Linked DNA regions of Zea mays: region 1 is linked to region 2. The links are chromatin contacts, called in public Hi-C maps. All regions are on one chromosome and are shown on one strand. The core of a region is the stretch at or near the end of the contact, and the rest is flanking DNA. Distances in the headings are between cores, read along the strand shown.

Region 1 (4,820 bases), core at 140-2,639, 920 kb before region 2:
GGCAAATGACTGCACCATCCAGAGCACTAGCAGAAGTAACAAGACAACTATCTACTGTAGATAACTTATGAGCATCATAATTCATAAGGCAAACTACTAATATTTTACTAGCAATCCATACATGTAACAATAACAGCTGAAGTAAAGTAAGATATGAAAGTGAAATTAATGCAACCAACCCAAAACACTCAAAATATGGCACGACTTGCAGGCAAACCAATCACAGTTTCCAGTTAAGAACCAGATTATTGAACACATCACTGATGGGATAAGACAGAGAGCACCAAATACCTTGGACAACATTATAACAAGGAAGCTGTTCTCAGCAACTCCGTTGCTTTCCAAAGTGGTTTCATCCTTGAGAATTTTCCCTTGGTATATGAGCATTTGCTGGTCCGCCCGGTAGGTACTCTGACCTTGAGTGGTCTCAATGATCCTCTTCACATCAGCAACCTGAAAATTACAAGCAGTGAGTAGGCTGCACGACTAGAGACGTTGCCGAGCAACATAAATAGAACACCACGACATGCTGAATCATCCGTCTGTACAGCAACCGCGCCGCATTACTGTGATAATTACGACGAACACACGCAACCACAAACCCCAAACTCCAACCAACGACAAACCCTAGACTATGTCCCGTGTGAGAAACTGAAGTTCAAAATGCAGAAAACCAGAGAGCAACGGGCTCCCACCATCCGCCGGCTGGACGCCCCCAAAATAAAAACCCTAGATTCATATCAAAGCCCCCTGCGCTACCAGCGGCCGGCAGCGCAATCGCTGCACCAGATAACCGCGAAATCGTACCGAGCCGCACCCGAATCCAGGGAAACGGTCAAAAATTGCACGGAATCGATCGGATTGAAGTGAGAAGGACGGGAAGGGGGCCGTACCGATGCATCGGGGCTCGCCTCGATCTCGAAGTTGGTGCCCTTGAGGGTCTTGACGTTAAGCTTCATCTCGCCCGACGCCGCCTCGGTCCTTGAACTCTCCCTCCTCACGCTGCCTGACTGAGGTTCGAGTTGGGGACTGGCGAGGGTTTCGTCGCCTCGCCTTGGGGGTTCGACCTCGCGAGGGCGCACGGGGAAGAGTAATTATAGGCGAAAAAAAATCCGGAGGCTACAAAAGAGAAATCAGCGCCTGGCGGCTGGCTCTCAGGGTCGACCTAGATATTCTCGCTGTCCCGTGGGACCGTGCCTGATTGATCCTGGCGTCAGTGAAAGGGGCGGGTGATTGGATCGGAAGGCGTGGAGAGTGGTGGCGAGGTTGTGGGTGGATCTAGCTGCACTGTCACGCACACGCGGGTGTTTTGAGGCGGTTGCGCTGTGCGCTGGCCGCTGGCTGAGGGGATAGATGTAAACGGAAGTGTGCCCGGTTGGGAAAAAAAAGTTGCCCACACCAATACACGGTTAGGCTGGCTCGACCGACTTTGAGCTGTTTTGTTAAGCTAATATTAGCCAGATGAGCGTACATTGCTACGGTTTCTATATATATATGTCGATGTTTCGACCCCGGGGTTCCTGTACGAAACACGAAGGGAGGCAAAAAGGGGAGACAGGCAAAAGGGGAAACTCGCGGCCTTCGTGTTGCCCTGCGCCTAGGTCGGGTATGCTTGCAGTAGGGGGTTACAAGCGTCCGCGTGGGAGAGAGCGAGAGACTTTACGCGTCGTCCCGTTCCCCCGCGCGGCCAACCTTCTTGTAAGAGAGCCCTGGACCTTCCTTTTATAGGCGTAAGGAGAGGGTCAAGATGTACAATGGGGGTGTAGCAGTGTGCTAACGTGTCTAGCAGAGAGGAGCTAGTGCCCTAAATACATGTCGTCGTGGCAGCCGGAGAGGTCTTGGCACCCTGTTCATGTGATGTCGTGGTCGTCGAAGGAGCGCTGGAGCCTTGCGGAAGGACAGTTGTCGGGGCTGTCGAGTCCTTGCTGACGTCTCCTTGCTTCCGTAAGGGGCTGAGAGCCGCCGTCGTCACGGAGCACGCGGGGCGCCATCATTATTTGTTTACCGGGGCGAGCCAGGTGGGACGTCGGTCTTGTTCCCCGTAGCCTGAGCTAGCTAGGGGTAGGGTAATGATGGCCCCCCTGTGACGTGGTCGGTCCGAGCCCTGGGCGAGGCGGAGGCTCCTCCGAGGTCGAGTCTGTCTTCCGAGGTCGAGGTCGAGTCCGAGCCCCGGGTCGGGCGAGGCGGAGACCATCGTCTGAGGCCGAGGCCGAGTCCGAGCCCTGGGGTCGGCGAGGCGGAGTTCGTCGTCTTCCGGGGCCGAGTCCGAGCCCTGGGGTCGGGCGAGGCGGAGTTCGTCGTCTTCCGGGGCCGAGGCCGAGTCCGAGCCCTGGGGTCGGGCGAGGCGGAGTTCGTCGTCTTTCGGGGCCGAGGCCGAGTCAGAGCCCTGGGGTCGGGCGAGGCGGAGCTTCCTATGGCGCCCGAGGTCGGACTTGGCTGCTGTCCGCCTCACTCTGTCGAGTGGCACAGCAGTCGGAGCGGCGCAGGCGGCGCTGTCTTCTTGTCAGGCCGGTCAGTGGAGCGGCGAAGTGACTGCGGTCACTTCGGCTCTGTCGACTGAAAGGTGCGCGTCAGGATAAGGTGTCAGGCCATCCTTGCATTAAATGCTCCTGCGATACGGTCGGTCGGTGTGGCGATCCGGCCAAGGTTGCTTCTCGGCGAAGACTGGGCCTCGGGCGAACCGAAGGTGTGTCCGTTGCTTGAGGGGGTCCTCGGGCGAGACGTGGATCCTCCGGGGTCGGTTGCCCTTGCCCGAGGCTGGGCTTGGGCGAGGCGAGATCGTGTCCCTTGAGTGGACCGAGCCTTGACTTAATCGCACCCATCAGGCCTTTGCAGCTTTGTGCTGATGGGGGTTACTAGCTGAGATTAGGAGTCTTGGGGTACCCCTAATTATGGTCCCCGACAGTAGCCCCCGAGCCTCGAAGGGAGTGTTAATACTCGCTTGGAGGCTTTTGTCACACTTTTTTGCAAGGGGACCGACCTTTCTCGGTTGCGTTTTCGTTCCGGTGGGCGCGCGCACCGGGTGTAGCCCCCCGAGGCCTCGGAGGAGTGGTTTGACTCCTTCGAGGTCTTAATGCGTTTCGTGATGCTTTGGCCGGTCTGGTTGTTCCCTCATGCGAACTGGCCGTAGCCCGGGTGCACAGTCGAGTCCCAAGTTCTCGGGCTGGTATGTTGACGCTGTCAACGGTTTGGCCGGAGCCGGGTTTGTGAGAGCAGCCCCCGAGCTTCCGCATAGAGCGAGAGGACGGTCAAGGACAGACTCTACTTTTTTACATACGCCCCTGCATCGCCTTTCCGCAAGGAGGAGGGGGGAAAGCGCCATGTTGCCCTCGGAGGGCGCCGGACGTGGTGTCTCCAGTGAGTTGCTAACGGGTAATCCGAGTGGACGCCCGTGTGTAACACCCTAAAACCCTATTTTTTTGGGATCTAGAAAAAAAAATCATCTCAGGAACTAAATAAAAATGTTATCTAAGAAAAGATGGGAGAAAAAAAAATCATCGTAAGACTAGAGGTACTTTTTGAATAAACTATATATAAAGTACTTGTAAAGAAAAAATATCCCACCAAGGTAATTCTTTATATTGGACCTTACTTTTCACAAAAGAAATATATAATGAATATTTTTGTTCTTCTAAATTAAACTTTTTAACTTTGATCACACATTCAAAATTATTTGTGCATTGCATTTGTGAACCAATACTTAGATAAATAAATTGGCAAATTTTATACTGGTGTTTTTGTTTGTGCATTAAAAACCTAAATTTAAAATCTCAAATTCGAACTCAATTTTGAAATTGGATATCAAATAAAAACAAAATAACAAGAAAAGAAAAAGAAAAGGAGAAAATCAGTTCTGGGCTCGCGCAAGCACATTTCGGCCCATCTCCACTTATCTCCTCTCTTGGCCCAACTCGTGCACTCAGTCACTTGCGCGCGCCTGGGTGTTTTCTCGCCGACTGGTGGGCCCCGCGGGCAGGGTAGGCTGCGGACACTAGGATCACGGGGCGTGCTGGCTGGTGGGCCCGTGACGGCGGTCTCCCAGCGCTCACGCTTGAAACCCTGGCAGTCGGGCCCAGACCGTCAGCGCCATCTCCTACCTACCGCCGAAATCTTCTCCCACCTGCGTAACAAACCAGAGCAAAGCCGCCGCCGTCGCTTCGGGGTTGTTGGGGTCGAGCTCGGACGTCAATAGCGGAGGGAGGAGTATAAAGCTTGAGCAACGTCGTCCCTCTATGGATAAGCCAAAATCGGCGCAGGCTGTATCCTTGCCGCGCGTATTGTGCGAAGCAGGGGAGATGCGTGGTGGCCGTCGCCGGGAGGGGGCATCTTCGCCATCGTTTAGGACCCTCTACCGGATTGGATCGGTCCGCCTTGTCCGTGGGGGATTTCGCCGCCGCCGAGCCCTAGTTCAAGCTCTTCTTCGCCGTCTGCATCTCCGGGCTCGGCGTGCGCAGTGGGGAGAATTGAGTCCGCCAGGGGCGAACTACGGATTATGTCAAGCTCTAGCCGCGACAGTTGGCTTAGGGATTCGCTGTGGCATCGCAATGGTACGGGTAACCTTCCCACCACTGGAATTGGATCATGCGCCGCCTAATTCCTCGCCGGACCCGCTGCGCCGCCGTGCATCGTACTGCTCGTGTGGACAGCCCTATCGGCCCCTTCATTCCCGGTAAGAAATCCACTACCTGCTTCGTCATCATCCGGGAATCGTGTGGCACATGCCCATTTCGTTTCGGAGCATGGTAGCGCCGGGCGTGGATCTCGCCGGAGTTCCTCCGCCACGGATCCTGGCGCGCCGCCGCTTCACCTCGGCTGTGTGG
Region 2 (4,405 bases), core at 643-3,142:
AAGCCGACGCGAGCGCCGTCCCGGCGACTGGAAAAGCGCGCGGCAGCGCGGGAGCGGGTGGAGCCAGAGCCAGAGAAGCAGCTGCGAAGGCCGAGGCCGCCTCTCCCTCCCTCTCCTACGCGCTTTATCCGACGCTTGTCTTCACAAGCAGGCTGCTTGCGTGGACGTGGTCCACTGGATCCTGAACACGGCTAAACCGACAGCTGATTTGGTTGGGGAAGGCAACACTCGGAACGATGCCAGGAGGCCAGCAAGGGGTTATCTATCCGTGCCTGTTTGGGAGTACGCGTTTATTGGGAACCAGATTCAGACAAAAAAAAACAAATTCGCACAACCTAGTTAACCAATTGCTTCCTAATATTGTTTTTTTTCGTTTCTATGGCAAAAGGGTACCCCTAACAAGTGACAACCTTGTAAGCCGTGGTGATAACATTCAAAGGTACTATACGCAAGCCACTTATCATGGTTACCATGTAGTAACAGAAATGCTTTCCTCATGTATAAGACGATAAATAAATAAATAGATAAATAAATAACTGTAAATCCAGATAGCAATAATCCGTACTTTGCATTGAAACTCACAGCGCAAACGTGACTGTAATATGTGGATCTCATACCAGAGTTATATATGGGCATAGTAGATGAAAACATCTCGAGGCAAAATAATATCGCTTTCTCAAAAAAAAAATTGCCCCGTTGAAAAAAATATGTACAAGTGGGCTTCCACCCAAGAACTTGAAAAACGCTCTAACAAATTTACAAAAAAAGGAAGTCAAGAACTAGGCCATCCAACAGCAGTCGTGTTCTTCAACTCAAGGACACAAAAGAAGCTTCCATGCATGCATGGATCAAGATTAACCTACAAGTGGGTTTAGGTTTCTAGCTTCCACATCCAACCACCTGCGTGCCTGAGCCAACACCACCACATGTCTTGGCGGAAAGCGGCGGAGCGCGTGTGTATCTAAAACGTACTAACAAAAGAAGAAGGAAAACCTACGGCAAAAAGGAAATTCAAAGCCAAACGTGCCGATCTCGATCATAAACATAGCTACTGGGTCATATAAAAACATCTTCAAGCAGAACAGTTTTTTTTTCTATAGAATAGTCCAGTGCTTTTAAGGTGTTGTTTAGTTCACGAAATATAACGTAAATAGCAACGGTAGTGATTAATACTCGAGTGATTGCGGTATTAAATTTGAATGGGCTGTTATCATGCATTTTTTAGTGTGGTATCTGATTACCGGTATCAATGAAATGTTATCGGTTATCCATTACGTTACAATTACGTTAACCATACAACACCTAAAATGCATTTTAAGGTTATCTCCATCAGACTTCATATCACACAATCTATTTTAAATTCTACTCGATAAACAGCACAAAATCCCACAAAACTTGGAGAAGACTAATTGAAAAAAGTCAGCACAAAATCCCAACTGAACAGGGAATAATCGTTGGACCAAACATAAACACCCAGAACGCCATAATCAACAACCAAGTACCAGTGAACAACTAGTAGAAGCTATCCGGGTCGAACCACGCCTTTCAAAAGCAAAGCATGGTCACACAAAACCGGGTACTATTCTGGGATATATACCCAAGCAGCAGAATCGGAAGAGAAGGCAGAGAATACAATCATTTTTAGCAAAGGCAGGTGTGGCAGTCCCCAGTCCATGCACCCTGTCCACACGCCGAGGCAGGCGGAGAGCGCTGGTGCCGCGTTCCCCATCTCTTTTTTTTAAAAAAAAATTGGTCCCTTCCCTTGTCTTCTCTTATGTCGCGTGGTGCCCGTGCCGTGCCCACTCATCCTCCTCCCTCCCACTCGGCAACGACAGTGACCAGCAACCGCGGCTTCTCCTATTAATAGGCAGCAACGCCTTCCATCTGCTCCAATCCAAATCCGGCTCCTCCTCCTCCTCCTCCTGGCACTGGCAGCGAAGATCCAAAGATAGCACAATCGCATCTCACACGCCGAGCTATTTCTACTTGAGAGAATCCCCCTTCTCCCACAAGGAGCGAGTAATTTGAGGCAGAGACCGACAGAGATGGCAGCAGTTATGGTGTCTCGCCAAGGCCGGGAGCTGCAGCGGTACAGCGCGAGCACGGGCGGGCGCGTGGTGGTGGGCTGCGTCCCGTACCGCGTGCGCGGGGGCGACGGCGAGGTGGAGGTCCTGGTGATCAGCTCGCAGAAGAAGGGCCCCGCGGGGGGCGTGCTGATCCCCAAGGGCGGGTGGGAGCTGGACGAGTCCATGGACGAGGCGGCCCGGCGCGAGGCCGCGGAGGAGGCCGGCGTGCTCGGCGAGACGGGCCCCGCGCTGGGCCGCTGGTGCTACCGCAGCCGCAGCTACGACGCCACGTACGAGGGCTTCGTGCTCCCGCTGCGCGTCACCGCGGAGCTGGACCGGTGGCCCGAGATGGCCGCGCGCCGCAGGGAGTGGGTCTCCGCCGCCGAGGCCATCGCGCGCTGCCCCCACCCGTGGATGCGCGAGGCGCTGCAGCGGTTCTCCGACACCGTCGCGGTCGCGGCGGAGACGATGCACCTCGCCTCCGCCCTCTAGCTCTAGGCCCGGCCGGCCGTCGATCGCTTCCCTCTTCCCGCCGCGGTCTCGTCGGACCGCGGGCGGCCTCGCGCGTTTTTTCGGCCGCCGCGCACGGACGCGGCGCGTGCGGGGCTGCCGCCGCCTGCTCTGCTCGCTGGATTGGACGGAACACGCCATCATTCAGTCAGACAAATCTGGACGTCGTCGAGCTGTGGCACCAGGACGCGGCCTGTACATTGTTCTTGGGGGGGTCTCGTTTTGAAATACAAACTTGTAAATGTCACGGAGTTTAACGAGATCCACTGTGGTACTCTACTAGTATACAATACACGAAGAAGAAATGAACCATGGTAGAAAATGACTCACATTGACCATTCTGGCATCACGACTTCATCGCTGTTTGTTGTGCACTGAATAGTTTCTCTCTTTTTTTTATCCAAGATACAGTGCTGAATTGCATACGAACGGGACGCACTGTGCAAAGCGCAGCACTGCAGCACCTAGCTTGTGCAGCTACGAAACCAACGACGTGCTCAATGGACGCACCATATCTTTATGTGATGGCTATGATTCTAGCAAAGATATTTCGATACGTTCCTATCGTCGGGGAGCGCGTTAAATTAAAGCTATGACCGTGCATTGCTAATAGAGATGGCAATGATTACCAAAACACGAAAACCCGACTGGTTTTATCCGAACCAAATTAAGGCGTCTATGAGATAATTTCTCTATCCACGTGGACAACAATCTCTGCCTATTGGATAAACGGTACGAGTATGGATCCGTATAGTGAGATAATTTCTCTATCCACGTGGACAGAAATCTCTATCTATTGAATAGACGGTAAGAGTATAGATCAGTACTACACATACTTGTATATCTATAGGTAAAATATATCCGCATCATACCAATATTACCAACAATAAAGCACATTTTAGCTTATCCTTCTCGAGCTATTATTTATTTACCTATCAAGTTTTGTAATATTATGCTTTGTTATATTTTAAATTAAACTTTTTTGTGTTTATTTGACATTTTGATTGATTGGAACATTAGAATTTGAACCTTCCTAGCGGGTACGGGTTACTCGATAAGTAAAATTATCCGCACATACGGGATATGAATATAGGTAAGATTTTATACCCGCGAGCGAATATGGGTAACCCGACGAGTATATCTTTTGTTGATGGGTATAGATATGGAACGATGCTACCTGATGGGTACATACTCGTTGCCATCCCTAATTGCTACGGTCTCCAACCCATGCACTTAGTAGATACTCTGATAGCACCGAAGGTTGCCAATTCGTTAGTTCAATATATGATTTCGTATTCATGGTTGTTGATAAGATCCTTTCATTTAGTAGCACCTTAGGATGGCATAGCCTTAAAGTTAATGGCGAGATTCAAAAGAGGAAAGGCTTTCTACATATAGATAAACATTGTTTAAATAGAATAGGTGTTTAAACACGTTCCAAACGATTACAACATCCGAAAGTCTTGAGCGGCTTGTGAGCATGGAAGCGGTGGGGTCTTGGTCGCGTCCTTGCGACTTCAGGTCTCGAAGATGTGGCGAGCAAAAGCATCACGATGGTCGATGGGCGCCCCTTCCCTCCTCAATCAAACAACTATAATTTTAAATCGAACTAACTAATCCTAAATTTATCAAATCGAAAACACGTGTATCTCAATTGATAACTTGACAGCTCTCCTGTGCTGACACTTGATAGCCTATTTGCACAAGTCATCGTCTTAATTGCTCTGTCACTTATATACGAGTATACATGTCAAAGTAGACCAGATCTGTTGCGTGGCCCATGGCCTGGTACCATTTAGCCTGGCCCAGCACAAATTGGTTCGTTGTCG

The links. A called contact is a pair of places that touch in the nucleus more often than the background predicts.
Region 1: a contact with region 2 is called in a Hi-C map of tassel, with 2.5 times the contacts expected there. The contact joins the promoter of LOC100274222 here to the promoter of LOC100282658 in region 2. A contact is called at or near these places in 2 of 25 Hi-C or Micro-C datasets (bundle sheath and tassel).

The regions. Positions count from the first base shown.
Region 1 is chr9:34,224,908-34,229,727 of Zm-B73-REFERENCE-NAM-5.0, reverse strand. LOC100274222 (DNA repair protein RAD23) reads right to left here and starts at 1,389. Exons shown (of 12, transcript NM_001148593.1): 1 at 894-1,389; 2 at 292-453. The coding sequence starts at 959.
Region 2 is chr9:33,306,350-33,310,754 of Zm-B73-REFERENCE-NAM-5.0, reverse strand. It overlaps LOC100282658 (nudix hydrolase 4), which reads left to right and starts at 1,892. Exons shown (of 1, transcript NM_001155566.2): 1 at 1,892-2,886. The coding sequence starts at 2,046. The coding sequence ends at 2,558.